Linked DNA regions of Rattus norvegicus: region 1 is linked to region 2. A link is a contact called in public Hi-C data. All regions are on one chromosome and are shown on one strand. The core of a region is the stretch at or near the end of the contact, and the rest is flanking DNA. Distances in the headings are between cores, read along the strand shown. Region 1 overlaps Negr1 (neuronal growth regulator 1). Region 2 holds the start of Negr1 (neuronal growth regulator 1).

Region 1 (3,564 bases), core at 320-2,819, 80 kb before region 2:
TGTTCACTCCCTCCACACTTTCCAGCTTTGCTAATCCCCACAGGTTTCTTCCACTATATTCTAGCATTAAGAAAACATTTCCTTTTGACTCAGTCTAGTAATTATCTAGAATATTTTACTGATAAAGAAAACAGGCACAGCAACCAAATAACCTACATGCAAATAAGACATGTGACTTCCATTTTCAGACATAACCATGTCTGAATAAATGATTCTACACCTTGTCTATCTCATTACATTAATCTGCTTCTTGGCTTTTATATTTCCGTGTTTAAAACTGGATTGATTAACGGTATAGCTTTCTCGTCATTTTAAGAGAAATGGCTTGTAAAGTAAGAGTAGAGGTTTGATGCGATGACTCCGTAAACCATTCTGCCTACAGAGTGTTTGCAGTGGTCTTCTCAAATCATCGACACACACGCAGGCTCCCCATACCTGACGCGCGATATGTCTCTCACAACTTGTGGTGACAGCATTCCTGCATCCACTTCAGACGGTTTTAGTAACAAGCACATACACCATCAACATATAGGTTCATTTGCTTTAAACTTTTATGTAAGCTGTTTTTAAGTCTTCACAAGTTTTTATTACACTTTATTATGTGTTTGTTTGTATGTGTGTGTCCAAGTGCACATACACATACCACAGGGTGAGTAGAGGTCAGAGGACAACACTCAGGGGCTGGGTCTCTCCTTCTACCACATGGGCTGTATGGACAATGCTTCAGACTTACGAGCCTGGAGTCTTCACCCTCTGAGCCTTGTCTAAGGCCATATGTTCCTTTTTAGCTCACAAAATTTTTCTCTGTGGCTGAAAGTTCAATAATGAGATCTTAAAATAAAATTTCTGTCTTTCAACTATTCTGTTGAGACCAGAACATGAAAACCAGAAGAAAAGATAAGAAAGAGAGGGGAAGGGCTAGGAGGGGAAGAAGAAAAAGGAGCTGGGAGTGCAGCTGTTCTCCGTGGTTGGTTTTGGTCATCACAGGGAGCAGGAACTCCCTCCCTGCCTCTTCCAGTAAGAAAGAACCATGATACCTGCATACAAACACTATACAAGAAACATCTCTAAAGGGGGTTCTAGCATCCTCTTTTCTTCTGATTACACCCTGACTCACATTCAGAAGATCATTTTATAAAGAATTTTCTTTCACAATAAGAGGCAAAGGCCACCTTTAAAAAGAATAACACCGGAGAAAGGACCTTTTCACCTTTTTCATATCTCGCATCTCAGACTGCCTTGGTCATAGGAGATGGGGCATGAGGAGGCCCCAGGCAACCCCCACAGTAACTGGTGACACAGGCCAGAGGCTCTCCTCCTCTGCCAATTTTCAGGAGCCACTATCCAGCCCTGTGGTTTCTTGGGAAATCCTCCGTGAAGATTGCTCTGCTTATCAGTCAGTGCAGATATGACTTTATGACACTCGAAATTATAGAGTTTGCTTGTTTTATTTTGAGAAGGTGCATTTATAAAATGGTTTTGGAGCACTACAAATATTTTATTTAAATGGGTGACTCAAGCATGTTGGTTTAAATTAAACCACATGCTTGGGATATTTGTGGAGCAGTGTGAGGACTATATTTTATGAAAATGCTGGGTGCTGAGCAGAAAAATTTAATCTGGAGGGCACTTGTCCTCAGTCACGCGCAACAAGATGTATTAGCCCTGAATGGCTGCGGCAGCATACAAGTTTCTTTAATTTTCTGAACCAAGATTGTAAAAGTCACGAAAGAGACTCCCACCAGTGGTGGCAAAAATGTACTCAGAAACAAAGAACAATTAATCCACTGTGAAAGAGTGGTTTTGGCAGACAGTGAGACATATCTCGGTATCATAAAGCTTAAACAGAGCATTACAAAATATGGATTCTTTTTCCTTCTTAAAATTTTAAGAGAACTGATTCGGTATACCTCCCCCAAATAAAAGGTAATGATAGTGCTAATTGCAAATTTTAAAAAATGTAAATTACAGTCTAGGAGGGCATACACATACGTCTCCAAGAGACATTTCCTAGCAGCGATTCGGTAAGGAGAATAATATTTCTCTTAGGAAACTAAAATACTAATTAAGCTTCAGACATTGCACCTATTACTGCTGTTACAAAAGATGGGGCACTGCCAGGTAAGAGCAGTGTGGAGTTTCCCCGGGTCCTTCTCCTGACCTACAGGTCTCCTCAGACTGAGCTTTTCACAAATGCGTGGAGACTCCACCTTGCATGATGGGATGGTTCCCACTCGGTCAAAAGTCCTACTTTGTACAGCACCTTGACTTCCACACTGCGGATACAGAATTGGTGTTTTGTTACAGCTCTCAGCACACTTTCTTCACCCTGTATACTAGTGTTTATGTAACTATGTAACTATGACACACTGTGGGAATTTTCTCTTCTGGTGTTGTCTATTACATGTTCTGTGTGCCTTGTGTGTCTATGTGGGTGTCTTTCCTATGTTTGGGGACATTTTCTTCTCTGATCTCCTTGAAGATCTGGTGTATACCTCTGACCTGGGAATCCTCTCCCTCATCTATGCATATAATGAAAAGGTTTGTCCATCAGCCTTAATTTTGCATTCTTATGGGCGTCACTCAGCTATTCATCCCACCCTACCCCTGCCCTGAGCTCTATCCCGATTTCAGTGTGCTCTTTCTTTGCATTTTCTTTAAACTCCTTGAACTCTTTGACCATGTGTCTGTCTTGTAAAATTCTGTGTCCTGGTGTTCACCTAGGTAATCCTCACTGGAAAATATTCCTACCAGACAGAGAGCTTCGGAGAGGAGACACTGGCTTGAATTTTCCATTCTTCGTATCTTTAGGATGAGATCTGGGTATGTGGGCTTCTTTTATCATTTCTCAGTCTGATATGGACACCAAGTTGGCACAGAAGAGGGGATGTGTGGGTAGATTGGGCCTAGAGGTTTGAAATGGCTGCATGGAAAAAAAGTTACTTGGTCAGAGAGGGATGGATTGGTATGGAGGATGTATGTTTTCTCAAAGTTTGGATGGTAGGCAAAGATCTGTCTGGATGGGGAGATTATATGTGGCCTGGGAAGGACCTATATGTTGGGAGCAGGTAAGGTAGGTCCTGAAGGAAGCATAGGGGTTGGCTACAGTGCAGGTTATGGTGACCAGGATCAAACACTGACTGTGAAACTCAGGATAGATCTGGCGGGTTGGAGAAGGTGTGTGGCTGGAAACATTAGACTCAACAGGCTAGACCCTACAGAAAGGTGTGGACTAATTGGTTGAGTGGAGAAGGCAAATGTGAATCAGATGCAGCATTTATAATAGCCCTCAGTATCTTGTGATTCAAAATGGAAAATAAACGGACAATGATACTCGATGGAATTTGTGGCTGATGCCACAAAGCTATCAGTAAGATCATTATAGGTATCCATGGTAACAGGAACACTGTCTCTCCTTAAACAGTCACAGACTGAGATTAATGGTCAATGTGAATTTTATAAAAAAGTAAAAATGTATTTTAAAGACTAAAATATTATTTGATCTTCTTTACAGCTCAATTTATATATCCCAATTTTATATATTTTTTCAGATTACATGGTATA
Region 2 (3,343 bases), core at 502-3,001:
AATGAAAAGTTATTCTACCATACTGTAGCAAAATCCATTACTTTTGTGTTCTCAAGACAATTAACAAAAAATAATATGTCCTTAAAACAAGGTATTAACATGTATTAGAACTGATCTGTGTAACTGGCCTCAAGAACAATTAAAAAGCTTTAAGTCATACCTCAAACCTACATCATTAAATTTAAAACGTTGCCTGCTTCAATCATAAATAAGCATTCTTCCCCACCTTAGACATGCATGTATTATACTGGCTTCATGTAATCTGTACTCATAAGCAAACTACCACCCAGTGGAGAGAGCGAAGATCTTTCAGGGAGATTGGCAAAGCAAACCAGGTTGGGAGGGGTAGGTGGTTCTATGGGAAGTGAAGGAGTAAGGCAGGGCAGGGAACCCTGTTTAGCTCTTAAGTATTACTGGTCATCAATTTATATCTAATTGGAAAGGAAATCTTCCCTGGGCACACTTAGCAGTGTGCTTTCTGGGAAAACAGGTTGGGGGGTGGGTCCTTTCACGACAAACACTCTGTCCACACGCTCAGCTCAGTGAAAATAGAGGAAAACAAGAGGGAAAACTAAAGAGAGAAGAGGAAGGGAAGTGTGTGGGGCGGGGGCGTTCACGTGTGTGGTGAGTGTGGAGTTCACCCTTTAAACACTGAGGGAGAATCTGAGTGTGAAGTGTTCCTTACAGGAGGGAAGTGCCAGTGTGTGAGAGGACAGAAGAGCTGAGAGGGAGTGTGCTCATAAAATCGAGATTTATGGGATTTGAAAATGGTACTGGACCTTCAGTGTGGGTGTGACAGAAAAGTGCATGGGAGGCAAAGCTAAAGACAGATGAGGGTCTGGGAGGGGAAGACCGGGGCTATGGTGAGGAACAAAAATTAGTGGAAAGGGAAATCTGGAGAAACGGGGAATAAGGAATGACAGGACCTAAGGTGAGGGCAAAACAGTGGAAAAGGAATAGAATAGGGGTAAACAGGAGACAGGAGGCAATGGGGTGACTGAAGAGGGAGTTGGACAAACTGGATAGGGGAAGGAGGAAGAGAAAAACAAGGAAGGAGAATAGCTACAAGAGGGGGAGAAAGCTGAATGGAATATTTGGATCTTACTGTTCAAGTGAGAGGGAAAATAAATGGAGCACAGAGCCAGCAGTTGAGAAAAGTCGCTTACGGAGTGAAGCAGAAACAAGCCCTGTAAACTTGTCAGACTCCTGGAGTACTGCTGGCAGCAGAGCGGAGACCCAGCTACAAAGTGGCACCTGCCCCTCCTTCAAACCCCATACTCCCTAACCCCGGGCAGCCTAGAAAGCTTTCCCTCTCTCCCTAATCCAACCAGTCCCCTGCCCCGGGGTCCGGGAGCCCGGGAAGGGTCATGCGTGGCTAGCCTGAGGTGTGGTGTTTTTGCTCGTGAGCAACAGCAGGATTCACGCTCGCAGTAAAGCAAGGTGCAGAGAGGGAAAGGGACGGAAAGACAGACTGAGGCAAGTGTGGAGAGGGCGCGCGGTCCCTACCTGAGCACCGCCGTGTCACCTTTCCTCACCAGCATGTTGTCCACGGCCGCCCAGGGGAAGTCCACGCTCTGCCCAGCCGGGAGGCAAGAGCACAGGCTCAGAAGCACCGCCGCCAGCCACTGGTTCGAGCAACAAGCGCCCTGCGCCAGGAGCACCATGTCCGTGCCTGCCAGGCTGCTCGCTCTCCGGCAGCGTCGGCTCCCACCCCCTGCTGCTGGCGAGGCTGCCCGATAACCAGGCGGCGCGCCACACGAGATTTTTTTTCCTCTTTTCCTTTTTCTGAGTGGGTGGGTGGGTTTCTTCTCTTTCTCGCCCCCTCCCTAGTTGTCGGGCGTAGTTTCCCTCTTTCCCCGGCCTCGCCTCCTTTCTGCTTCTCTGCAGCTTGCCTTCCCTCCCTCCCCTCCCGCCCCCTGGCACCGCGCTCCACCTCCTTCGGGGCGCCGGGCCGCGTCCGGAGCGTAGCTAATCCCTGGCGGCCGCACACCGTCCTGCGAGGCGGCGAGCAGAGCGCGGGAGGCGGCGCAGGCAGCGCGGGGCGCAGCAGCGGCCGGCGGCCCCCGGGCTCGCGCGCGTTGCCAAGCGGCCGTTTCCGTAGCAACCCCGCCCGGGGATGGAGGACCAAGCTGGGAGGGGGGCCGAGAAGCGAAAGAGATACATCAAAAAGAGGGAAGGAGAGGGACAGGGAAGCTAGGGCGACTGAGGATACGCCGAGGTCTAGTCCGGCTTGACAGCACGAGCTAGAGAGCTTTGCGAGCCGCGGGGCTGGGAAGTCAGGGCATGGGGGCCAGGCCGGCCCTCCGGTTCTTTCAGCTCCCCGGGCCCCCGACTTTAAAGTGCTCAAGTTGGGGTCGGCGCCATCATGACGCCCAAGACTGTGAGTGAGTTGGCTTTTTTGTTGTTGTTGTCTTGTTGTATGGGTTTTTTTTTTTTTAATCCTGACTAGCTAGTAGCGCTGTTAAGAAACTGCCAGCTAGCCTCTCTCTCTCTCTCTCTCTCTCTCTCTCTCTCTCTCTCTCTCTCTCTCTCTCTCTCTCTCTCTCTCTCTCTCTCTCTCTCTCCCCTCTCTCTATCCTCCCCTCCCTTCCTTATTTTTCTTTACAGTGCTTATGTCTTTTCACCCTCTTTTGGAGATGAGCGGGGATTGTGGCAGCACTGCCGCTCTGCGGGAACACTATTCAGGCCTGCGGACCGAAAGCTAGTGCGTGTGTGAGTCCGCCTGTGCGAACTGGAGAACGCCTGCCCTTCTCTGTGCGTCTTGATTCTAACTTGCGCATGAGTGTGTGTGAGCGTGTGGTGTCAGCACAGAGTGTGCACTTGTGAGAGGGAGACAGTGTACAGGGCGCGTGCGGGGCCCGGGAGCGCGCGACACGCAGGCGCAATGGGAGGGATGGGCGGGCCTTGCTGGGATGCAGAGTTGGAGGAGGCTGCAATCAGTGTTTTAATTGTGTGGAGCTAGGCGGTTCTGTTATGTAAGAGGCAGTTTAACCCATTTGAGCCTATTGGGCGGAAGACTCGCGCATTAGGTTGAAGCCAAGGCATTCCTCGGCTTTAAGGAGTCCCTGTGTATTATTTTTTTTTTCACCGACTACCAGCTGGGTTGAACCTGCCTCCTTTGAGCAGTAACCTCAACCCCTCAAGCTGCAAGCAGTGCCCTGGCCGTCTGCTAGCCGACGCCCAGGTCAAGGCAAAACTGGGTACAAAGCACAGGGTCATCCCATAGTCCACTCTCCCCCCCCCCCCACTCCGCCCCCTTCTGGCACTCATTTTTAGCATTAAGATCCTAGAGCTCTTCCAGGCGATTTGCAAATCAATGAGAGAATCTGAATCCAGAACAGCG

What was found. Hi-C and Micro-C count contacts between places; a contact is called where the count stands out from the background.
Region 1: a contact with region 2 is called in a Hi-C map of the A7r5 cell line, with 4 times the contacts expected there. The contact joins the enhancer-like site here to the promoter of Negr1 in region 2. A contact is called at or near these places in 6 of 12 Hi-C or Micro-C datasets (the A7r5 cell line, Schwann cells, frontal cortex and 3 more) and 1 of 1 datasets of contacts at active chromatin or transcription factors (oligodendrocytes).

The regions. Positions count from the first base shown.
Region 1 is chr2:248,361,741-248,365,304 of GRCr8, reverse strand. The region is part of intron 1 of Negr1 (neuronal growth regulator 1); the gene reads right to left. Among named protein-coding and RNA genes, the nearest start is that of Negr1, 80 kb to the right of the region's middle. Within about 2 kb of position 1,569, at least 1 of the 93 cell types and tissues checked has an H3K27ac peak or open chromatin away from gene starts, as enhancers often do. A contact at or near this core is called in the A7r5 cell line, where this site is marked.
Region 2 is chr2:248,281,884-248,285,226 of GRCr8, reverse strand. It overlaps Negr1 (neuronal growth regulator 1), which reads right to left and starts at 1,751. Exons shown (of 7, transcript NM_021682.2): 1 at 1,507-1,751. The coding sequence starts at 1,664.